Regions from separate parts of the Mus musculus genome. Here regions 1, 2, 4, 5 and 6 are each linked to region 3. A link is a contact called in public Hi-C, HiChIP or PLAC-seq, Micro-C and promoter capture Hi-C data. All regions are on one chromosome and are shown on one strand. The core of a region is the stretch at or near the end of the contact, and the rest is flanking DNA. Distances in the headings are between cores, read along the strand shown.

What was found. Promoter capture Hi-C pulls out the DNA fragments that hold promoters and counts their contacts. A called contact is a pair of places that touch in the nucleus more often than the background predicts. HiChIP or PLAC-seq counts read pairs in DNA pulled down with a chosen protein or histone mark.
Region 1: an H3K4me3 HiChIP or PLAC-seq map of forebrain shows a contact between it and region 3, with 4 times the contacts expected there. The contact joins the promoter of Cacng6 here to the promoter of 9430041J12Rik in region 3. A contact is called at or near these places in 2 of 39 promoter capture datasets (embryonic stem cells and liver), 3 of 115 datasets of contacts at active chromatin or transcription factors (embryonic stem cells and forebrain) and 2 of 9 other capture datasets (adipose tissue and liver).
Region 2: a Micro-C map of embryonic stem cells shows a contact between it and region 3, with 1.9 times the contacts expected there. The contact joins the enhancer-like site here to the promoter of 9430041J12Rik in region 3. A contact is called at or near these places in 4 of 39 promoter capture datasets (embryonic stem cells, erythroid cells, liver and 1 more), 1 of 15 datasets of contacts at CTCF or cohesin (large pre-B cells), 19 of 484 Hi-C or Micro-C datasets (the Ba/F3 cell line, the HL-1 cell line, cardiomyocytes and 6 more) and 13 of 115 datasets of contacts at active chromatin or transcription factors (embryonic stem cells, epiblast stem cells and stem cell-derived neural progenitor cells).
Region 4: a contact with region 3 is called in a Hi-C map of regulatory T cells, with 3 times the contacts expected there. The contact joins the promoter of Isoc2b here to the promoter of 9430041J12Rik in region 3. A contact is called at or near these places in 7 of 39 promoter capture datasets (the C10 cell line, cranial neural crest, frontonasal cranial neural crest and 3 more), 1 of 484 Hi-C or Micro-C datasets (regulatory T cells), 3 of 115 datasets of contacts at active chromatin or transcription factors (cardiomyocytes, embryonic stem cells and memory CD8 T cells) and 2 of 9 other capture datasets (adipose tissue and liver).
Region 5: a Hi-C map of cortical neurons shows a contact between it and region 3, with 5 times the contacts expected there. The contact joins the enhancer-like site here to the promoter of 9430041J12Rik in region 3. A contact is called at or near these places in 1 of 39 promoter capture datasets (embryonic stem cells), 2 of 484 Hi-C or Micro-C datasets (cortical neurons and embryonic stem cells), 1 of 115 datasets of contacts at active chromatin or transcription factors (embryonic stem cells) and 3 of 9 other capture datasets (adipose tissue, liver and macrophages).
Region 6: a contact with region 3 is called in a promoter capture Hi-C map of embryonic stem cells, with 2.5 times the contacts expected there. The contact joins the enhancer-like site here to the promoter of 9430041J12Rik in region 3. A contact is called at or near these places in 6 of 39 promoter capture datasets (embryonic stem cells, liver, neutrophils and 2 more), 7 of 115 datasets of contacts at active chromatin or transcription factors (embryonic stem cells and epiblast stem cells) and 2 of 9 other capture datasets (adipose tissue and liver).

Annotation. Positions count from the first base shown.
Region 1 is chr7:3,422,227-3,426,085 of GRCm38.p6, reverse strand. Cacng6 (calcium channel, voltage-dependent, gamma subunit 6) reads right to left here and starts at 1,424. Exons shown (of 4, transcript NM_133183.2): 1 at 1,094-1,424. The coding sequence starts at 1,424. 3300002P13Rik (RIKEN cDNA 3300002P13 gene) reads left to right here and starts at 2,641. Exons shown (of 2, transcript NR_126426.1): 1 at 2,641-2,812; 2 at 3,502-3,859.
Region 2 is chr7:3,593,645-3,597,217 of GRCm38.p6, reverse strand. No RefSeq gene overlaps it. Among named protein-coding and RNA genes, the nearest start is that of Oscar, 21 kb to the left of the region's middle. Within about 2 kb of position 1,882, at least 88 of the 459 cell types and tissues checked have an H3K27ac peak or open chromatin away from gene starts, as enhancers often do. A contact at or near this core is called in the Ba/F3 cell line, differentiating embryonic stem cells, embryonic stem cells and 1 more, where this site is marked.
Region 3 is chr7:4,118,658-4,122,208 of GRCm38.p6, reverse strand. It overlaps 9430041J12Rik (RIKEN cDNA 9430041J12 gene), which reads left to right and starts at 1,481. Exons shown (of 9, transcript NR_033568.1): 1 at 1,481-2,298; 2 at 2,401-2,529. Ttyh1 (tweety family member 1) reads right to left here and starts at 2,679. Exons shown (of 14, transcript NM_021324.6): 1 at 2,429-2,679. The coding sequence starts at 2,554.
Region 4 is chr7:4,864,041-4,867,707 of GRCm38.p6, reverse strand. Isoc2b (isochorismatase domain containing 2b) reads left to right here and starts at 1,529. Exons shown (of 6, transcript NM_026158.2): 1 at 1,529-1,647.
Region 5 is chr7:3,454,763-3,458,673 of GRCm38.p6, reverse strand. The region is part of intron 2 of Gm35037 (a long non-coding RNA gene); the gene reads right to left. Among named protein-coding and RNA genes, the nearest start is that of Gm35037, 4.4 kb to the right of the region's middle. Within about 2 kb of position 1,418, at least 14 of the 459 cell types and tissues checked have an H3K27ac peak or open chromatin away from gene starts, as enhancers often do. A contact at or near this core is called in cortical neurons, where this site is marked.
Region 6 is chr7:3,568,998-3,572,849 of GRCm38.p6, reverse strand. No RefSeq gene overlaps it. Among named protein-coding and RNA genes, the nearest start is that of Oscar, 45 kb to the left of the region's middle. Within about 2 kb of position 1,904, at least 18 of the 459 cell types and tissues checked have an H3K27ac peak or open chromatin away from gene starts, as enhancers often do. A contact at or near this core is called in embryonic stem cells, where this site is marked.

The sequences.
Region 1 (3,859 bases), core at 175-2,674, 700 kb after region 3:
GATAGCTGATCAGGACAGACAGGTAGTTCAGGCCACAGACAGTGAAGGCATTCCACTTAGCTATCAAAGGCTTAGAACATCCTATTTTGGGTTCCATATCACATCTGAAAAAGTAGGAATTGAGGAATGAAAAAAAAATCCATCCAGAGCCCAGAGGGAGTGAAGGATGAAGGTGAAGGATGTTCTTGAGGGGTCCTGAGAATACTGGGTACATGCTGGGGACCAGCATGGCAAAGATCTCATCAAGCTAATATAACCAAAGTGGGTTTGATGGGTGTCAAAAGAGGTAAAATAAACACATATCCAGTTCCTAGGGGAATGTAGATTATCCCACTAAGCAAAGGGCATAGCATGTTTTGTCAGAGAGTAAGAGGCACAGCTGAGAGCAGAGGAACCACCGGGTTCCATGAGGGGTGTGGAGTGTCTGTAGAGTAAGGGAGGAGGGCTGTAATGTCTGTCCCGACCATGTCAAGGCGAGAGGAACTGGAAATAAACATTTCTAAGGAGGTACAAAGTGCACCCAGAGCGGTGAGTAGACCTGGTAAGAACTTCAGTTGATTGTATCTGAAAACAGAGAATCAACATAGAACTTTTTTTTTTTTTTACTTCCGGGTGGGCGTAGGGTGGTCTGTCTCCACAGAGGCACACAGAATGGGAATGTGGGATGTCTCCAGGCTTCTAGTTAAGGGCACAGGCTGTCTGTGGGTGCATGGCTGTCTGGTGGGGAATTCAGGCAGTTCTAGGGGATACGGGTTGGCGGGGGTGTATACAGGCTGTTGTTCTGAGGGGACCAGCTGGGTTTGGAAGCACAGGCTGTCTGAGGGGTACAGGCTGGTCTGGGGCATAGGCCACAGCTAGAAGGCAAACTTTAAGAAACAAGTTTCTTTAGGGCATATGCTAATTAGGGATATGTGCTACCCCTGAACATCTCTCACTCTCCCCGCCCCCTTTCTCTCCAGTTTCTGTGAGCACAGGTTGATTTGGGCACAAACATTCTTGGGGGATAAGAACAAGACAAAAGTTTCCCCCAGACAAAAGTTTCTTTCTCCCTGACTGTGGGACACAGATCTGGGCTCAGAACACAGCCTCTCACCTCCTGGCAGCTCAGCTGGGCCACAGGTCTCCCTGCCCGCGGGCACATCCGCCTGCCACAGTCGCTTGATGCACACCTTCCACAGCCCCAAATGGGCGGCCTCACAGACGGCGCTGCCATTGGTCTTGTATGTATTGAGTTCCACCCAGAACTCGGTGCCCACAGCCAGCACAGCCAGCGTAGCACCCACGATTGCCACCAGCAACCCCAGCTTGATCTTGCCCTCTCGCTCCGGAGTCAAGCCGAGATTCTGCTGTTCTTGGGCACGACGCCGGCCCACAGCTGTCCGGCGTCGGTCTTCCTCTTGCATGAAGAAGTTAGACCACATCATGATGATGGGATCCGCTGGAGCTCAGGCGAGCCTCAAGGAGTCAGAAAGACCTGTGCAGCGGGTCCTAAGGGGCAGGGGGCAGGGCCTAGACTTTCAAAGGAAGTAGTAGGCTCAGTGTCAACTAGATCGGGAATGAGAAAAAGCTGAGCCCCAAATGCAAGAGTGGAGGCCTTTGCCCCTGAGAAGAGAAACTAACTATATTTTTGGCCTAAGGATGCTACCAGGGCTTATGCACATGAACGTGGCACAGGTGAGGCCTAGAGAAAAAGCTAGGCTACTCTGAGGTTTACCTAGCCAATGAGAAAACTGAGGAGCCCAAGGGAAAACTTGCCCAGTTTCCAAAGGTTGCTGATGGGGTCTCCCGTAAGTCTCACAGTTTTCCCTTGAAAAGAGGGGAGCTGAGGTTTTTCGTGTGTTTGAGATATAGTTTAGATTTCTTCTGGCTCAGAATTTGAGAAAGGAGGAATCTCAGAACACTTTTGGGCTATACAAAAGTTAGAATTGGGATTTCACTGGTAAAGTTAGAAATCGCTCCAAGTCTGAGAGAGGCAAGTGGAAGCTCCAGTATTCACAGCAAATCTGGGACCCCACTGGAATTCGAGGGGGTATGGGCGAGCCAGGGACTACTCAAAAAAGAGCCCAGGTCTCCTACAGTGGCTGAGAATCACAATGAGGTCCAGAAAAAGAGGCTGGGGACTCTCTGTAGTCAGGACAGGGCTCAGACCAAGGCACTGTGGTCTACACTCTGGCTTAGAAAACCAAGGCAAAATACCCTGGGGGACACAGGAGTTGGAAAGGGACTCTCAGTCAGTCTGTCTGCAGTTACTCGGCTCCCCCTCCCCCGGGCTCCCAAGTCCTGCTCGGCCAGGATCGCTCCAAACTCAGCTCAGGGTCCCGCGCTCCCTTTGGACTTCCCACCCGGGTCTCCCGGGCACGGGTCCCTTGAGCTCTCCTGCCTCTGCGCCACGCCGGCCCCAGCTCCGCGATGCCTCCGAAGCGTCCAGCTTTGCTCGCCTCTACCCAGTCAGCTCTCCGGACCTGCTGCGCTCGCTCCCTGCCTCGCCCCATCCGCCCACCCCCTCACCCCACCGGCTATTTCAGGCTCGACCCGTAAATAACACTCGCACCTGTCGCAAGCGCCTGTTGCCATAGGGATCCGGGTATTTTAAGGGGACAAGGGGCGGGGGAGGGAGGCCTCTTGGAAGGAGGGGCTGGGGGCCGGGTCTTCAACAGAGCGAACGAAGGGAGATCTGTTTCCCCAAGGGTCCGGGACCAGGCTGCAAAGTCCAAAATCTGGATCTCAAAGAGCCAGTGAAGTCAGAGAACTTGTGTTTCTGTCCTGAGCAGTCCAGGCTGGAAGCTCCCTAGTTGGCTTGCAGGATTCTGAGGTCCAGAGGCTTGGAAGAAGTACTGGGGGTGGGGGCGGGGTGGACTCTTTGAGTCTGAAGGTTTGGAGGAGGTGGGCTTGGTCTGGATTCTTAAAGTCTGGGGGAGGAGAGGCAGGGTATGTAGTTTGAGGGTTTCAGGGAGAAGGGTTGAACTCATATGTATGTGGGAACAGAGCTTCAGTATAGGCTCCTGGTCTTGAGGGAGGAGGACTAAGGCCTGGACTGTGGGCCTGAGAGAGGCCTGGAACCTGACTCTTCAGTCTGGACAGGGGAGTGGGAATAGGGCTGGGATGGGGGGTGGGGGGCCTCCAGGTCTGAAGAAGGAGAGCTAGGGCTTGTATTCCTAGAGTTGTCTGAACCTATACTCCAAGACCTGGAAGAGGCCCCTATGGCCAGAATCCTCAGGGTCATTAGATCAGTTTCAGTGTTCAAGTCCTCAGTCCCCAAGAAAGTAGAAAAGACAGACTCTAGGGAATTAGGGTGCTGGGACACATGAAACAGAGCAACTGTCCTTATTGGATTTATTAGCCTGTGTGTCCCTGGGGGCCTTTTTTACAGCAGAGACCCAGACAGGGGACAGCCACGTGGCATGACAGCAGGGTCTGATTCTTAGCCCTCACTCCCTCTCTCAGCCCTTCTGTGGACCACCCAGGTGGGACCCACCTTTCACCAACTCCTTCCTTCCCCAGGTAGCTCCTCCAGTACATCAGCTGCTACGACCAGGTGCCTGGAACACAAGTGCCACCTCTGCTGGCCCCACTCTGGACTTTTTGGTTGGAATCAGTTCTGAAATGGCAGGGGACTGGCATCAGCCAGTCCTCAGAAGACATTCCTGAGCACTGAGTTGTCGTTACTGAATGAAGATAATGTCACTGGATTTGCTCAGGGCTCTCAAAGCAAGATACACAGTGTCATCAGCGGGCTCTGGAAGGTGGGCAGCGCTGCCTCATTGTGGAAGTCCTCCCGAGGCTCTCTTCCCTGTTTGCTATTGAGCTGTTCTCCCCTCTTCTGGCCCCTGGACCTCTCCATATTTCTCAATCCCATCTG
Region 2 (3,573 bases), core at 633-3,132, 530 kb after region 3:
ACATCAGAGGCTAAATCAATCATTGGTGTGGCCTTCTTAAGGCTAACCAATCCTATTTTCCCTACCCTTCCTCCCCCCTCCCCTTAAAAATATCTCAATGCCCATATTCAGCTTGAAAACGTTATGAAGAGTCGTTGCTCCAGTTCCCTGGCCTTTGGGACTGGAGGGGCTTATCATAGGCTGTCTTTCTAGGGAATGTTGAAATGGTCATAGTTGGAACAGGGAGGAATAGCTAGAATTGATTGCATAGCTGTAATCTCATTTTGTAGAAATATTTTTACTTGTTACTAAGTTGATGTCATAATTTCTTATTTTGATACAGAATTTATTTTGATGCAAAATCAAGGTTTTTTTTTTTTTTTTTTTCCCAAGACAGGGTTTCTCTGTGTAGCCCTGGCTGTCCTGGAACTCACTCTGTAGACCAGGCTGGCCTCGAACTCAGAAATCTGCCTGCCTCTGCCTCCCGAGTGCTGGGATTAAAGGCGTGCACCACCACGCCTGGCTGGTATAAATTTCTTGTATTGATACAAAAAATTTAAAAGTATAGGGCTTAGACCCAGTCGTTCTATAACTGTTATTATAAATTGATCTAAGATGATTAAGCCTGTGAGTTAAGGACCAAATAGCAAATTCATGGCTCTGACTTTATTGTTAGGGTGTTTCAGAGACTGTAATTAGAAATAGCTGAGAGCGGTTAATGGAGAACAGTCCAGATTACTTACAGGGATAGTTGGTTTTCAAAAATGTCACAAATCCACAGAATGTGACAGTTAATGCCATTTATTCACTTGTTGAGACAAATCTGCTCCTAACAGCTTCCCATTCATGGATTCAAAGAAGCAGCTGAGCATCTTTTCTTCAAGTGAGGCCCTACATTTGTGGCTAGGTTGCCACTGGGTAGAAAATTGCCAATCTCTCCTGCAGACCTGTACTGTTCTTGAAAGGACACAATTTACAGGTTAGGACAGCTTAGTTCTGCTGAGACAGAATAGGCTAGTCCTTAGTATTCCTGTATCTCTAAGGTCTGTCAGATAGATGAGCCTGGGCCAGAAGGCTCAAGACATGCTCCAACTTCCTGACTTACGGGGGCTGTATAGGTAGGCAGCTGTCTCTACAATTTGTCTCAGTTCTGGAAGCAGTGTTAGGCTTCTTATTTATTTTCAGTTAATGTTGGTCATTCTCAGATTTCTGATGGGGTTGAAAAATTAATTAATAGTCTCATAGCCAACCCAGGCTATTTACTTTGAAAGAATAGATTTGAGAGGATGATTTTCAGATGGTATACTATCTAAAGCCAGGACATAAGTCAGGGTAGAACCATAAGTCTTTTAACTTAAGATAGATGACAATGTTCTATCTTAATTTCATAAATGATGAACAATCTTATACTCTATAGATTATAAAATGGTAATAGTTGTGTTCTGTTTATATTTGAGAGAAAGGGTTTTTTTTTTGTTTTTAAAGATTTATTTATTATTATCACTGCAGCTGTCTTCAGACATGCCAGAAGAGAGCATCAGATCTCATTATGGGTGGATGTGAGCCACCATGTGGTTACTGGGATTTGAACTCAGGACCTTCAGAAGAGCAGTCAAGTGCTCCTACCCGCTGAAACATCTTGCCAGCCTGGCTTTTTTTTTTTTTTTTTTTCCCCTCGAGACAGGGTTTCTCTGTGTAGCCCTGGCTGTCCTGCCTGGAAGTCACTCTGTAGACCAGACTGGCCTCCAACTCAGAAATACGCCTGCCTCGTCTCTCAAGTTCTAGGATTAAAGGCTTGCGCCACCACTGCCCGGCGGTTTTTTTTTTTTAGAACAGAAAGGGGCAAGTGTTGTGGACCGGCCTGGTGCTGTTCTTATGAACCAATCACCTAATGAATAAAGGAGCCAATCACTGGGTGAGTAGGCGGGACTTCTGGGTTGGAGGGAGGAAGAGAGGTAGCAGGTAGCAGGAGAGAATTAACCCCGTTTTGGAACGGGGATAGCAAATGCCTAAAATGTAGCTGCTAGAGTTTCCAGATATTATGGCAGAGCCACAAGAGTTCACCACAGGAGGAATCAGATTTTAATAAGGCTTACAAGGTTAGGTTTTCGGGGTTGTGCCCAGAGATTGAGTTACTATTGTTTCTGAACTAAGTTTGTGTTGCATTTTCCTTCACATGGTGGCTCATCTGGTTTCAGGAGAGAAAGGTACAACAGCAAAGCCTGGGTTTGCTAGATGTGCACCACAAAGGAGGTGGGAGATTTGAGGCACGGGGTTGGCATGGTAATGACCTGCCAGTGAGAACCTAGAGATCTGGGTGGAGAGATTGTGGAGTTCTGAGTCAGAGTCTCCATGAGATAAAAACAGGTCGGCCATTGCCCACCAGTGCATGGCTGGCCAGACCACTGGGGGCCTCTAGAGGCACAAGCACGCAGACGTGCAGGTTCTACATTCCCTTTATTATTTTTTTAAATTTCCCACGACAGGCTATCTCACCCTCTGTTTTCCAACTAAGGAGAGGAAGGGTGAAAGAAGAGGGGAGCAGAGGAAGATGGCAGGGGAGGAGAAAGGAGGAGAGGGCTGTAGATAAAGAAATAAAATCTCTCTCTTTTTTTTAAAAGATTTATTTATTTTATGTATATGAGTACACTGTAGCTGTACAGATGGTTGTGAGCCTTTATATGGTTGTTGGGAATAGAATTTTAGGACTTCTGCTCATTGGAGTCGGCCCCTCTCACTCAGTCCCTGTTCTCTATTATTATACATAAGTACACTGTCGCTGTCTTCAGACACACCAGAAGAGGGCATCAGATCTCATTACAGATGATTGTAAACCACCATGTGGTTGCTGGGAATTGAACTCAGGACCTTCGGAAGAGCAGTCAGTGCTCTTACCCACTGAGCCATCTCACCAGCCCCCCAAAATAAAATCTCAAGCCATGAAACTATAACTTGAGTCCAATTTAATAAAATGTTAAACTGAAAATATTTAAAAGACTATAAATGTGTCTGGTAATCCCACATAGTGTGGAGAGCTATGGATGTTAATTATGGTTGTCAGTGCATTGCCTTCTTCAGTTCTATAGCTCTGTCACTTAAAGTATAACTCCCACAAAATAACCTTGCAGGCATCCAAAAGCACTAGAGATGGTGGTCTCCCTTGATCCTCTGTTGCCCTGGTAACTATGTTATAATTGACATCTCTGAATTTCCAAGCACCATAACTGTCAGGTCTGAAGGCACTCATTAGCACACCATGTTGTTTTTCCTCCCACACTTCTGTGGAAAGATTAAAAGACTCAAGACAATGCCAGAGCCTTTTCTCTTTCTGTTTTCCAGTGTGGCAACTGAACCAAGTGCCTCATGCATGCTGGGCAAATGCTCTCACACTGTGCTATTGCCCCAGCCCTAGTGTTTCAATTTAGTGAGCGAACCAATGGCCATATCAAACTGAAGAGAGTTTACCCTTTGTTTTAGCTCTTGTGAAGAACAGTTCAGCAAGACATTAAAAAACAGTGGTAGCCATGGTGAGCTCACTACAGTTGTAGCAGATGTTGTTAAAGTTGCTAGAGCAAGTCAAGTGGTGCACACTTG
Region 3 (3,551 bases), core at 232-2,731:
ACAGGGATGCTGTGACAGCGTGTGTGTGTGTGTGTGTGTGTGTGTGTGTGTGTGTGTGTGTGTGTGAGAGAGAGAGAGAGAGAGAGAGAGAGAGAGAGAGAGTCAAGGCCCAGGGATGGAGATAGGGAAGGGAGACTGATGAGCAAAAGAGATGACGATGCAGACAGAAAGAGGCAGCCAAGGAAACAAGAGAGAGATATGGAGATAAGACACACAAAACATCAGAAGGATTAAATCAGAGATCGAGGAGAGAGACAGACAGAGATGAAGAGACAAAGAGGGGCATATACAGAACTATAGAAAAAGCAGACAGGGCGGAATGTGTAGCGAGACCCACAGGGTAGAGGAAAGGAAAGGTAGGCAGAAGGGATGTTTACAGCTCGAAACACCTTGTGGAACAGGGCGGCTCTGATCTAGGTGTGATAGTGCATGCCTGTAACCCCAGCATTCTGGCAGCTGAGGTGAGAAAACGGCCACACTTTCAGGCTAGACCAATCAATACACAAACTCCAGCCAGCCCCGACTAGAGAGTGAGGCCATGCTTCAGATAAACTATACTATAGTGGACTCTGCATATGGTAGGGTCTTTCAGAAGACCTGTGTCTCATGTCTTCTCATAGGCCCAGGGCTGGACACAGTTGTCCTAGAGTTACACAGCAGAGTAATGGAAGTGTGAGATCTAGAATCACAACCCTGCAGTCCCAGGGGCCACTGTCCTTAAACGGTGGCACAGCTGCCTGCCCTCCACATCATCTGTGTGCCCGACAAGTGTGTGCAGTGCAACGTTGATGTGGCCGTGAGTTTGCCTTCCATCAGATGAGGGCATATGGAGAGAGGATGAGGTATTTGTGTAGACCATGCTGCGTGTCTGTATGCAGCAGAATACTTGCGGGCATTAATGTTTTCTGAACACAGCTGCTTCAGTCAGTGAGTTGTGTTAAGTAGACTGAGTGAGTGTGTGTGTGTGTGAGCTTATGCTCATGTGAGATAGGGTAGCTGTGCATAATGTATGAGTGTGCCCGTGTGTGATGGTGCACACACGAGTGTGTTGTGTATATGTGACTGGTCATATGGTTGTTCAGGTCCTATCTCAGAGGCTCTCTTAGTTGGTCTTTCTGTGCTCACAATGGCCATTTCTATGAAGAATAATGTCCCAGGAATGCAACTGTGTGTGCCTCAGCTGTGACTGACTGATGAGTATCGGGTTGAGGGTTGAGTGAACTGCTCTGAGCGGCTGTGGTGGTACTGGGGACCCCAGGAGGGGATTCCTCGTGGCTGAGGGACTCTCCAGAGCCATAAGCCCCAAGAGTTGGGCTGGGAGTGGGTGGGCCGACCGGCTGGAGGCTGCGATTGTGTAAGTGGCTGTGGGCGAGGGGATGGCGGTGCTCATTTGGAGGGGAGAGGGGGCGGGTGGAGTAGGCAGGGAGGAGCCGCTCAGGCTGTGCCAGCCATGACCCAAATAGCAAGCACACCAGCACACGATCCCCCTCGCTGCTTTTCTGGGAACATCCCCCTCCCTCGAAGCTCTCCCAACCCTGTGCCCCTTTCCCAGAGGGCTGCCACAGAGGTTCAGACTTGAGGGGAGGGCAAGGCCAACTCCCAGCCCCCCACCAGGCCCCCAGCTCAGCCAAGCTTTTCTCCTCATTAATCTCAAAGTCAAGGACTTGAATTAAACTGGGTCAGGGGACAGCACCTCCGCCCCCCCCCCCCCACGAACCGCAGCTGGGCCTCTTTCCCTAGGGACCCCAGAGTCTGTGAGGGTCCACCACCAGCCTCACCCTCCTGGGACCCAGGCCTGTTGTCTTCCTTAGCCTGGAACCTAACCACATTTCTATCCCAACCCTCTCTGGCACCCTAACAACCCCTTCCCTCCTGGGACAGGCTGAAGGCACCTTGAATCCTCATCTTACCTCAGCTGGTTTCCCCAGTCCTGATCTCTGTTCCCTATTTGAGGATATCAATCCTTCCCAGACCTCGGCTGCCTCCCCTGCCTTCCCTCTCTCAGTCCTTTCTCTACCCCCACCCCCCCGCCAAAAAAAAATTTTTTTTTAATTTAATCTGGGACATATTTACTAGTCGGGATTCTGTGGGGGCGGGGTCCTTCTCGCCTGGGACCTCAAGAGCGGACCTTTCCTTAGATGACCCTAAAGACTGGCTTTCCAGGCAGGTCTCAGAAACCCAAATGCTGGGCCCCCATCTCCTCCCATTCAGGATTCTTGGAAGTCTAGGATCCCAGCTCTCCTTATCTGGGAAGAGAGGGGTCTGCACCCCCAGCGCACGTCCTAGGGGAACCTCAAGGTATGAGCGCTATACCTCTGATCTTGGACTTGTACTCACAAATGCAGGCCGGGTCCCCAGCCCCTAAGACGCCGGAACTCTGACCCAGCCTCCTGTTCCCAGGGGACCTGGCCCAGGTTTGCCATCCCACCTGCTGGTACTCTTGGTCGCGGGGAGCAAAGCCGCTGGGCACCGGGCGGAGCTGGAAGTCGGCGCGGGGCAGCTGGTGGAGGAGATGCACCCAGGCAGAGGGTCGGTAGCCCGGGGGTGCCCCCATGGCCCCGGGGAGGGGCAGCGGGGCGGACCGGGCCGGGAGCCTCGGTGCTGTGCGGGGCGCGGGCGGAGCGGGGTTTGCGGGGCTCCCGGGAGCAGGAGCCCGGAGGGCCGGGGGTGGAGATTGGGGAGGGGGGAGGCGAGGCAGCGCCTCAGTGCTGCCTCTGGCGGTCACCGGAGGCAATGCGGCGTGAGCAGTGGTCCCCGTTGCTCCGCCCTCTCCTGGGCTCCCACCTGCTGCCTGTGCAGGTGAAGGGTCTTTGCTCATGTCAGTGGTATGCAGGGGCTGTGCTTGCTGAGAACAAAATGGATTCGCCCGCCTTGTCCCTGTCTGTATAAGAGCCAGGATACTGGGATTTCTCTTTCAAGCACACAAGCTCTTTATCCTTATGTAAAACCTTCACCTTGGTGTAAAGGTCATTAGTATTTGAGCAGCAGTTAGCCAGGCGCGCCAATAAAAAATCCCTCACTTTTCCGTTTGTAAAGACAGCTTCTGCTTAGGTAAGAGTCTCCTTCTCCACGACACATTTTGTCATTACCTGTATATGGACACAGTTTCTAGACAGAAATCTTCCTGTGTGAGCAGACCCTTCCAGAAAGACCTACACATGCCGTGAGAACTGTTTGTATAAGAACTCCACCAACTTTGAATAGGATCCTAATTATCTATCTATATAGGGGCCCATCCCATTTGTGTATGGTGGCTTCCCACATGTTTGAGACCTTCTCCAAACTGCTTCATTCTCTAGAATGACCCCCACTACTTGCCACTCACGTAAAGTTTGCAAGTGATCTTCTAGCCAAAATATTTGTGTTGGGTCTCATGGGAAGCTGCTAAAGTCACACAGATAGATGATGGGAGGCAGGTATCCCTGGAGGGACCCTGGCCACCATGAAATCATCACTCAGACCTTTACTGTGTGACCTAACATTCCCAGGGTGCTGCTCAACTGTCCCTTTTGGTGTGTAGGAGGCCTAATTTTTGCCCCTAGAACGCCCAG
Region 4 (3,667 bases), core at 280-2,779, 750 kb before region 3:
CATCCTAACTCACAAAGATCTGCCTGCATCTGCCTTCAGAGTGCTTGGATTAAAGGTATGTACCACCATGCCTGGTTCTTTTCTTCGTGTGTGTGTGTGTTTATAAAATTTTGGGTGTGTGTCTGCCCATGTGTCTGCTTACCACATGCATTCAGTGCCAAAGTGGCCAGAAGAAGGTGTCTGAGCCCCTGGAAGTAGAATTACAGGCGACTGTGAGCCTCCACCACTGTCTGGCTTGTTGTTTTTAATCTTTGTTCAGCTCATTTTGTTTTTGAGGCTCAGTTTCAGGATGCACTTGAGTTCACTGTTCTGGGGAGACCAACTTTGAACCTCTGCCGGTTGCCTTCCCAGTCCCATCCCATCCCCCATCTCTCCCACCCTCACCCCACCCCCATGCATACAGTGCTGGGCACTAAAGCGAAGGCTTTATTCATGCCAGGCAAGGACTCTGCCACCTGAGCTACAGTTCCAGCCTTATTTCTTTTTCTTTGTTCGACAGTGTCACACTCTGTGGCCCAGGCTAACCTGGAACTCTGTGTATATATATATCTCTCCCCCAAAAGATCCTCACCCACACTCAGCCTCCCAAGTGCTGGGTTTACAGTCCTCGTTAGCCACCATGCCTAGCCCTTTTCTCATAACTTCAAGGTGAAGAAATCCTCCTGTCTCCACTTCTGAGTACTTGGGGTCATGGGTATTAAGCCACCGTAATCAGCTTTTGTTTTCTTATTCATTGAACTCAAGGCCTCAGCTTCTAGAACGCTGGGATTACCGGCCCTGAGCCACCATACCAGGTTTATATATCTGGATGAAGTAATCCTCTCTCTCTTAACCCCCACTTCTAAGTACAGAGTCAGTTTTCTATATAGACCACCCAAGGAGACAAGTCCTGAATTCCTGGAGAAAAAGCTAACTGGCAAGCAGTGGGGGAAAATGTCTTACGAGGCTTGTTCTTTTGTTTTCTTAGTTTGACTTTCGGGTTTTCGAGACAGGACTTACTTCCGTGTTGTACTGGCTATTCTGGAATTCGCGTTGTAGAGTCAGAATTATGCCTGCCTCTGCCTCCTGAGTACTGGAACTAAACCATTAACTAAATCATCGGTTTATGATGATTACTGGAACTAAACATTTGCGCCACCATGCCCGGCTGTTGTTTTGGTTGACAGGGTCTCACCACGCAGTCCCGGCTAGTCTCGAACTGGCGATACTCGTGCTTCAGCCTTCCTAGAGCTAGGTTACAGAAAGCATCACCTCTCCCCGGTCGCCCCGGATGGAGTGGATGGTGCCATGAACCCTACACTAGCCAAGATTGAGCCTCTAGCTCTCTGGTCGTTCTTCACCCTCCTTCCGGGTTAGAAGCCGAGCTCTCAGCCAAGGCCCTCCCTCCGTGGATTTTCATTGGTCCTACCCTCTGTCTCTCCGCCTGCTCCAGTTTCTTCAGACCAATCGAATTAACAGGATGGAGTAGAACAGAGTGAGGCGAACGCCGATTGGTTGGCTCGGCGCGGGGGTGTAGACCCGCGGCTCTGACTACGTGTCTACAAAGGGCAAAAAGGAGGCCCAGTACGGGGTCAGTGGGAATCCAGCGGGGAAAAGGTCACGGGACTTCTTGGAAAAGGGGCCCGAACTCGAACCTGGGACCTTCGAGTAAGTCCGGTTCGTTACTTGCTGGCTGTTTGCAAACCCACCATCCCGTCATTCAGACCGGGAAACGGAAGCTTTGCAGGGTGTCGGGTTCGGGGGTTGGAATGGCATTCCATTTGGTCTCAGGATAGACCCGCGGGGAGAGTCCCCAACCCTCTCTAGAGACAAATTTTGCATCAACCCCGCCAGTGAGCTAACCCTGGAGAAAAAAAGAGACCCAGAGAGGAAGGGAAACTCACCCAGGGTCACACAGCCTGAAATTCCTGGTTCCAGGAGTTGTGGTCCCCGCTTCTCTCACAATTACGTGCTCCTCTGTATCGCTCTCCCTAAAGCATCGTGGATCCTCTCCCATCTGTGTCCCCAGTCCATCTCGATCAAATCTGGCGAACTGAGCCTGGCTGTCATGAAAGCCAGGCAAATCAAGTGCTCTCTACCACTGAACTCCATCCAGCCCCCTTGCTCATTTCCTTCACACTGTGCCTCCCAAAAATGGGTTCCCAAGCCAAGAACCCAGCCCTTGGGACATAAGCCTTAAAAACCTATGAGGGGAATAGAGAAGGGGGGGCGAGTAGACATGGCTCAGTGGCTAAGAACTCTGGTTTCTCTTGTAGAGGACCTGGGTTTGGTACTCAGCACCCAGACGGTGGTTTACAACCGTCTTTAAATCTAGTTTCAGGGGACCCGACTACCTCTTCCAGCCTCCACAGACACTACATGCATGTGGCTATGCAGTCTCAGGTCAAACACTCATATAATAAACCCAGTCCGGGCTGGAGAGATGGCTCAGCAGTTACGAGCAGTGGCTCCTCTTCCAGAATGGCTCACAACCATCTGTAATGGGATCTGCTGCCCTCTTCTGGCATGCAGGCATACATGTAGACAGAGCACTCATATACAGGGAATAGATAAATAAATATTTTTTTAAAATTAAAAGTAAATCTGATCAACACACACATTTGGGATCCAGAGAGAAATGACTCCTTCGCTTGTCTCTGACCTCCACATATGCCCCATGGCATGGATACCCTCTCCCATATAGAAACTAAATAAATAAATAGAAATTTTTAAGGAAAAAAAAATCTACATTTGCCATTCAGGGAGCACAGATGGGAGTTTGCCATACCGTTCTTGCGCTTTTCATTTCACTGGCGCACTTTTTATCTGTGTTGGAGACCTCCCTTGCAGGTTTGTTTGTTTGTGGGTTTTTGTTTGGTTTTTTTTTGTTTTTGTTTTGTTTTGTTTTTTAAATGTCTGTGTTGGAGACCTCCCTTGCAGTTGTTTTTGGCTACAAAGAATCCACAGTGAGAATTTGGCTGGCTGCAGTTTTTGTAATCCCAGCTACTCCTTCCGGAAGTTTCAGCAGGAGAATTGCTCGTTGAATTCCAGGTGCCCTTGGGCGATTTAGCAAGATTCTGTGGCAAACGGTGTTGAATCTGATCTCCAGTACTGCATGAATCACTTGTATGCTGATAAATTCTTGCACTAGGGTGTGGAGGCTAGAGGATCAGAAGTTCTAGGTCACCCCAAACCACAAAGTGGAAAACTTGAGAGAGAGAGAGAGAGGGAGAGGAAGAAAGAAGTATATGTATCTAATCACAGCTCAGTGACTCCATACCTAGAATCCCAGGATTTAAACAGCTCACACAGGAGGGTTGACGTGAGTCCCTGGCCAGCCTTGAGTCCATGAGAAGCTCTCTGCTCTACACAGTGGTTGAGAGTGGATATGATGCCATAGGTCATTAAACATTATTAGTGTCTGTTATGTAAGGCATTATGGGTCACCAGGTGGCCAGACTGCAAGTGTCTGTGGCCTAACTGGCTACATTTGGGAATTTGTGGCCCTTTATCACTAGAGCCCTGTCAAAGAGTCTTGTGATTAATAATAACCTGGTCCCTGTCAGATAAATACTTAGGGACAGATTTCTGGATCAGAGGGTTTGTGTCTCCGTCACTTTGAGGATGGTGACCATGCCTGTCAGGCTATGAGACGTTCTGAGCCTCTAGACTGGTCCCTCCGGAGCTC
Region 5 (3,911 bases), core at 169-2,668, 660 kb after region 3:
GCTTGCTGAAAGCAACTTTCCTTATACTTCTGGGTCACAGTCCATCACTGAGGGAAGGCAAGACAAAAGTTCAAGGCAGGAACCTGATGGCAGGCATGCTTGATTTGATGCAATCAAGTAATTCACTCCACAGCCAAAGAATAGCAAAAACCATGGGCAATTTTCTATTGCTAGCTCGACAGCAGACTAGTTTTTACTTAGCCAGCTTTCTTATACAGCATGGGCTCATCTTTTCTAGGGATGGTGCCACCTGCAATGGGCTAGGTAATCCTACAGGGCAGTTCCTTGTGGAAGCGCCAAGGATCAATGCAATTTAGGCAATCCCTCAATTGAGGTATTCTTTTCAGATGGCTCTAGGCTATGTCAAGTTGACAGTTAAAATGAACTGGGACAAAATCGATAAGGGATATCCTTATGCCCTCTTCTGACCTCTGCACATGCACATAGGTGAGTTCACCTTCGCGTGCGAGAGTGTGTGTGTGTGTGTGTGTGTGTGTGCATGAACATGTGCGCACACTTGCACACAACAGGCATGCATGTGCGCACACATGCACACACACACACACACACACACACAAATAGATCTATCTTACATATAAAAAAATGTTAGAGAAGAAAGAAAGATATGTGAGGCCTCAGTGGGAAGGCTGCCATCTGCCAGCCAAGGACAGCAGCTTTTGTAATTTTACTGTTCTTGAACAAGGAAAAAAAAAAAAAACCCACGTCCTTGGAGAACTACTGACATTTGATCCCCAACTTTCAACCTGCAGACTGTGAGAAAAACGAATTTGTCCTGTTTTGTTTTATCGTCTGGTCCATCCCTGAGGGCCGTGCTGGAGAAGAAGCTGAGAATTATGGGACTAAAACTCTGTTGTTTGCAGCTTTGGATAAAAGGTTGGGCTGAGTGAAGATGGATAATTTCCTTTCTCATTGTGAACAGAAGATCTCCAATGAGGTTCCTGTTTGTGGGGAGGCCAGCTGTCCCTGACTTCACAAGAATGCTGTATGGGGGTGAGGGGCTCTCAATATGTTGGCATCTGTGATCTTAAAAGAGTAGGGAAGGATTTCTCAGGACACATAGCAGTTGTGGCTGCCTGCATGCGCGCGCGCGCGCGCACACACACACACACACACACAAAGTTAATGGGAGTGAATTTGTTCATAATACATTGCATACATTGAGATAAGGTGGTCACCCTATTGTGAGCACAGAAGTTGTATAAGATGTAGGCATGCCAAACAATACATCATCTAGTCAGCAAATAGGCCAAAGGAAGGAACATGCAGTTCTCAAAAGAAGAAAGAACGAAGAGCCAAGAAATATATGAAAAAGCATTCCATCCATATCTTTAGTCATCAGGGAAATGCAAATCAAGGCTACATTGAGATTCCATTTCACCCCACTCAACATGGCTATCATCCAGGAAATCAGAGACAAAATGCTGGAAAGAAGGAACTGAAATAGACCCGTTATTCATCGCTGCTAGGACTGTAAGCTGATGCAGCCACTATGGAAACCAGGATGGAGGTTCCTCAAAAAAATAAAAAAGAAACAGAGCTGGCCTATGTATTCTGGGCATACACGAAAAGGAACCTAAGTCAATATAGTACAGAGACACTTGAGTGTACATGCTTATTGCAATACTGTTCACAACAGCCAAGATTTGCAACCAATGATGCCCATCAACCAAGGAATGAATAAAGAAAACACACAAATGCACAGGAGAAGAGAATAAGGGACTTGGGAGTACTTAACCCAATCTATATCCCATCCCATCCTCACAGACCTCAAAGCTAATAGAGAAAGACAGGGTGGAGCTTGCATAGTGGTGCACACCTTTGAACCTAGTAATTGGGAGGCAGAAGCTGGTGGATCCCTATGAAGTCAAGGCCAGAGTGGTTTACACAGTAAGTTCCAGGACCAACAACTGGGCCTGTGTAGACAGATACTGTCTCAAAGAAGAAAACAGTGTAGACAGATTGAAGAGTCAGAGGTGATAAATTCTTACAATGAGACAGTTTTGTGGACACAGCAGGGCAGCTAGCTGCATATATGAACTCACAGAAGTTCTGACGATATGCACAAGACCCGTGCAAGCTCAAAGTGCCACACCCTCGATGGAGAGCTATTGATAGCTTCTAGGAGAGTCAGTTTTCCTTAAAGGTGTGGCCCCTGGTGGATTGATCACGATCTGTGGGATGGTCCTACATTTGAGTATTTAGGCAGCAATGAATTTCATAAGAAAAAGACAAATTGAAATTGAGTAGGTAGAGAAAGGCAGTGGATCTGGGAGGAGTTGAGGGTGGGTGGTAAATACGATCGAAATACATTCTGTGAAATTTTCAAGGAATTAATTAAAATACTATTTTAAAGGGCTGGAGGATGGCTTAGCAGTTAAGAACATTTGCTAGTTCTCCAGAGGACCTGAGTTAGGAAGCCAGAACCTGTACTCGGGTTGTGGGGATCTGACATACCCACACGTAGATATGCATAAAGAACATTCTTTAAAATACTATCTCTCCAGCCCCAAAATACTGTCTCAAAATATAATAAATACACAAGATAGTTGCATTTAGACATAAAGAAAAATGGAATTGTGACCTTTTCAGGAAAATAATGGATGGAGTTGGAGGTCAACCAAACTCAGAGAGAAAAATACTGTGTGCTTTCTCTCATTAGCAGAATCTATATTTACATACATGTGGTTAAAAAGAGGGGAGGAGAAAGGAGAACAGCAGGAAGAGGGGGAGGACAAAAAAGAGAGAGAGAGAGCAATGGCAGAGGGTGACCATGAACAAGCTGCAGTACTATACATGTATAAGATGTCATACTAAGGGCTGACATCATTCATGAAACCCATGGTCCAGTCCCAAGCATCGCTGGATATAGTGGTGCATTCCTGTAATCCCAGCACTGAGGAGGTGAAGGCAAAAGGATCAGAAGTTTCAAGGCCGTCTTTGGTTCCATAGACAAATAAAGGGCAGCATGGTCCCTATCTCAAGGAGGTGGGGGGAGGGGAGAGAGACTGATACCATCTCGTATGACGCATCTTATTTACAAGACAGAAATCAAGGTGGGATCGGGCTTGAAGCTTCTTCCCTGCTGGTTAGACCTCATCTTGCCAGAAAGTGCTTGCTCTTCAGAATGGTGGGGGAGAATTGCCATCAACAGCATTATTCAGCTGGGGACCCTGTGTGAACACTACCAAACAGCCAGACACATGCTGTAGCAATGGCAAGTCTGCACTGGGTAACTAATTGCTTTCTGATTGGACTTGAGGCCTGCCTTACAGGAGGGAATTCATATCTGGTACTATAAACACAGTCAAACATCCGTGGCTGGCTGGGTGCTGTTACCTTTAATTTTAGGATTCAGGAGGCAGAGGTAGGTAGGACTCTGAATCTGAGGCTAGCCTGGTCTATAGGAAGCTCCAGGCCAGCCAGGGCTACATAATGAAACCCTGTCTTGAAACTAAATAAAAAAGATAAAACATGACTTCTCATCCACTTTCCTCTTTCAGTGCTGGGATGTTGTCTGGCTTGAGCCTGTGCAGCAGGTCTTATGTATGCTGTCAAGGTCTCTGAAAGTCCTTATGTGTGTCAGGGTTTTTTTCCCCCTCTGTCTGGAAGACACTGTGTTAGAGTTATCCAGCACCTCTGGCTTTTGCAGTCTTCCCTCCCCTTCTTCCAAATAGGTTCCTGAGCCTTGAAGGAGGGATTTCATGAAGACATCCCGTTTAGGCCTGAGTGTTCCAAGATCTTTCACATCAGTCCCTCACAGCTACAAACCTTTCATCCTGCAGTGGTTACCGGCCTGTAAGACATACTGGTGCAGCCATGACATAAAGCTTATGGGAGTAGCCAACCACTTTTTAAAAACTATATTTAAGGCCCACTCCATGAGATGGGGC
Region 6 (3,852 bases), core at 655-3,154, 550 kb after region 3:
CTAACCTGGGCATCTCCATCTTGGCAGACCCCAGCATGCTGGACTTTAGCAAAAGCTCTTCACTTTTGCATACAACTTGAGTCTAGGGTATCATTCTTTAGCAAATCATGGACCCTTACACCCCCAGTGGGCTGAACACTCCTCCATCAATCACTAATTAAGAAAACGTCCCACAGGCTGGCCCACAGTCCAGTCTTAGAGAGGCATTTTTCTCAACTGAGGTTCCTTCCTCTCAGATGACTAGCTTGTGTCAAGTTGACATAAAACTAGTGAGCACAAGGCTTTATGAAAAAGTTCAGAGAGAACAAGGAGTGGGGAGAAGGCTATATTGGAAGTGTCTAAGCCGGGTGGTGGTGGCACACGCCTTTAATCCCAGCACTTGGGAGGCAGAGGCAGGCGGATTTCTGAGTTCGAGGCCAGCCTGGTCTACAAAGTGAGTTCCAGGACAGCCAGGGCTATACAGAGAAACCCTGTCTCCAAAAACAAACAAACAAACAAAAAAACAAAAAAACCAACAAAAACGGAAGTGTCTAAGAGAAGTGGGAGTTTAGAGATGGGGCTGGAGATGCTCAAGATATATTGTTTACATGTATGGAACTATCAAATAATAAATAAAATTAATATTGAAACAAACCAAACAACAAAAGGGCAGGGGACAACACCAATTAGTATATGATTAGCATTTCCTCAGAAGCTTGGTAGAATTGCATGAATAAGCTTAGAAGTAGGTGGTCTGAATTATTTCTGTGTGGTTGGAGACCAACGAAAACCAAGTCAGTAGGAAGTGGTATGATACTTTGCTGAGAGATCAGGTCCTGATTATCACCATGAAACAGAAGTTGTGGGCTAGCTCTGAAGATTAAGAACTGAAGGACAGCCCTTACTGGCAGGTCCCAGAATTAAACTTTAACAGGAACAGCAAGTTGAAGATGCATTCTGGGGAAAGTATGTTAACAAGGGGCATCATTAATTCCCAATTCTTGATCTTGTTCTGTCTTGGTAAGTCCTAGGAGGAGTAGGGCCATTTGGGGTGGGTGGGTGGGTTGGAGAGGCGGACGGAATTGGTAAAGACAGTGAGGTAGCCAGTGAGTCCACAAGGATAACTGACTATGTTTCACTTTGTAAACATGAGCAACTATTGGATGGTTTACACACATTTTCCTCTTTTCTCCAAATCAGTAGGTTCTGAGCTTCTCAATGGCTTTCTGCCAAATGAATGAGACTCGTGTGTGTGTGTGTGTCTGTGTGTACACATGTGTCTTCCTCATGGCCAAGGAAGACATTACATATATAGCCAAAATGGTCAATGCTGGTGCTCAGGACCCCAGACAATGGGATGATACTGCCCACAGTTAAGGTGGGTTTTCCCACCTCGACTAGCCTAATCTAGGCAGTCCCTCATGAGCATTCTTTTTTTTTTTTTTTTTTTTAAAGATTTATTTATTATATGTGTGTACACTGTAGCTGTCTTCAGACACTCCAGAAGAGGGCATCAGATTTTTGTTCCGGATGGTTGTGAGCTACCATGTGGTTGCTGGGATTTGAACTCAGGATCTTTGGAAGAGAAGTCAGTGCTCTTAACCGCTGAGCCATCTCACCAGCACCCCCTCATGGGCATTCTTAGAGGCTAATCTAATCTTGGTAATCCCTCACAAGCATGATCAAAGGCGTCCTTTCAAGTTGACAATATTAACCATATATTGTACTGAAAGACCCACAACGTGAGGACTCCCCCATGTTCTGACTCAGGAGAGGCGAGACCCCAAATCACTCATGAGAAATGGTCTTGATGCAAATTGCAAGAGGACTTTTATTTCAAGAGCACTCTCGGGATCACAGTCATATACCATGAAGCAGTAGAGGACCGTGGTGCCCGAGTAGCTGGGTAAGGTAGTATTTAAAGGAAGAAACCACAACTCAAGGGGGTGGGGAGGGTGTTGTTGGAAAATACCAAAAATACCAGTTAAGAGTCAATGAGGAAGTGCAAAGTCACAAGAGTCACAAGGTATACCTGGTAATTGTGCGGGTTATTTCTCAAGACAGTTTCTAAGAGCCCCTAACAATAGCACATTTACATAGCTGTTTCCATGAAAGGTCAGGGTGGGTCAGGGTGACTTTCTTTGAAGGAACATTCCCTGAATCCAGGAAGCAGGTGAGTGGAGGAATGTCGCTTTCTGTTTTATGATTAGCATGCCTTGGAGCATTGAGTCACAAAGGTCACATTCTCAAGCCTGGGCCTAAAGGCCTAGAATTTTTTGTTTGTTTGTTTTTATGTTACACTTTTTCATTACATAATAATGTATATTATATATGCGTGTTGTATATATGTCATATATGTATAATAATATATTTTTCTATAAATACTGTATGTATAATTATATTGGATTTTCAAGATACGGTTTCTTGGTGAAGCCCTGCCTGTCCTGGAACTTGCTCTTTAGGCACCTCAAACTCAGAGTTCCGCCTACTGCTGCCTCCTAAGTGCTGAGTCTAAAGCTGTGAACCATCACCCATCACCACAAGGCTGTATAAATATATTCATATATAAATCTGTGTGTGTGTGTGTGTGTGTGTGTGTATGTATGTATCTGGGTTCCAAGGATATAACTGTGATTGCCAGATTTATGTAGCATGCGCGCATGCACACACACACCACAACACACCTGTGAAGGTCAGAGGACAACTTTCAGGAATAGGTTCTCTCCTTCCACCACATATGATCCAAGTCAGATCATCAGACTGGCAGCAGGTGCCTTTGCTAGGTGAGCCGTCTCTCTAGCCCTGCTGTAAGTTAGCAGATGGAAGAATTCTTCTGTAGAATCTTTAGAATCTTCTAAGTAATACGAAAGATCTTGTCCTTGAGAGTCTAGAAAAGAACACCCAGCCTAGACATCTTAATTTCAGAGTCTAGGAGCCGTGTGATGCCCCTCTTCTGGCCACCACGGGCACTGCATGCCTGAAATGCAAGCATAGACTGACTTGCAAGATAGATGGTAAGAGAGTGGACTTACAAAAAAAAAAAAAAAACGAAAAAAGAGAGAGAGAGAGAGAGGACTTACAGCATCATACACCATGAGGCGTCTATTATTTTTTTACATCCCTTCATTTAAATGGTTCCCAGGGAGCAGGACGATATGTCATATACAACTCTAAGATCTACTTTCTTCCAGGGTCCTTTGACAAACTCACCTTGAATATCTGGCCCAGCTCTGTGGTTCCCACCAGAGGCAATGTGACTCTGCTATGTATAGCTAAGATACAAGGTGCAAAGTGTGCTTTTTAAAAAGAAGGTATTAATTTGTATCTCAAGACACGAATTGGTTTGTCAGGCTGGTCATCTGATTTCAATCTTGTTATGGGATGGAAGTATGCATTTGAGTTCTATCTCACGGAGTTAGAGCAGTGATGCTGTGAATGCTATGGGAGTGGGAACCCTGATGAAAAGTTCAGTGTTGAAATCCTATTATTGGTCACAGGTGAGGAGGGGCTTCCTTAGAACGACACTTGTCAATCTCCCAAAGGGAGAAAGGGAGGGAGAAAAGAGTGTTCGTCTTCAGAGGGGCTGGGGAGGTCAGGAGGCAGTTGCGATAGAAATGAATACTTTTAGTTATTGCTTTTATTTTTGTATGTGTGTGTTGTGCATGTGTGTGTATGCATGTCTGCATGGGGGGTATGTGAGCATGCATGCAGAGCTTGAAAGTGATTAATTGTTCACGAAGATGGGATCTCACAACCAAACCATACCTCCTGGGTGTGGTTACTTTTGTTAGCCAGTTAGCTTTGGGGGAATCCTTCTTCTGAAGTTGGAGTTACAGGTAAGTCTAGAAACTAAGTAGCTTAAGGGGATCCAAA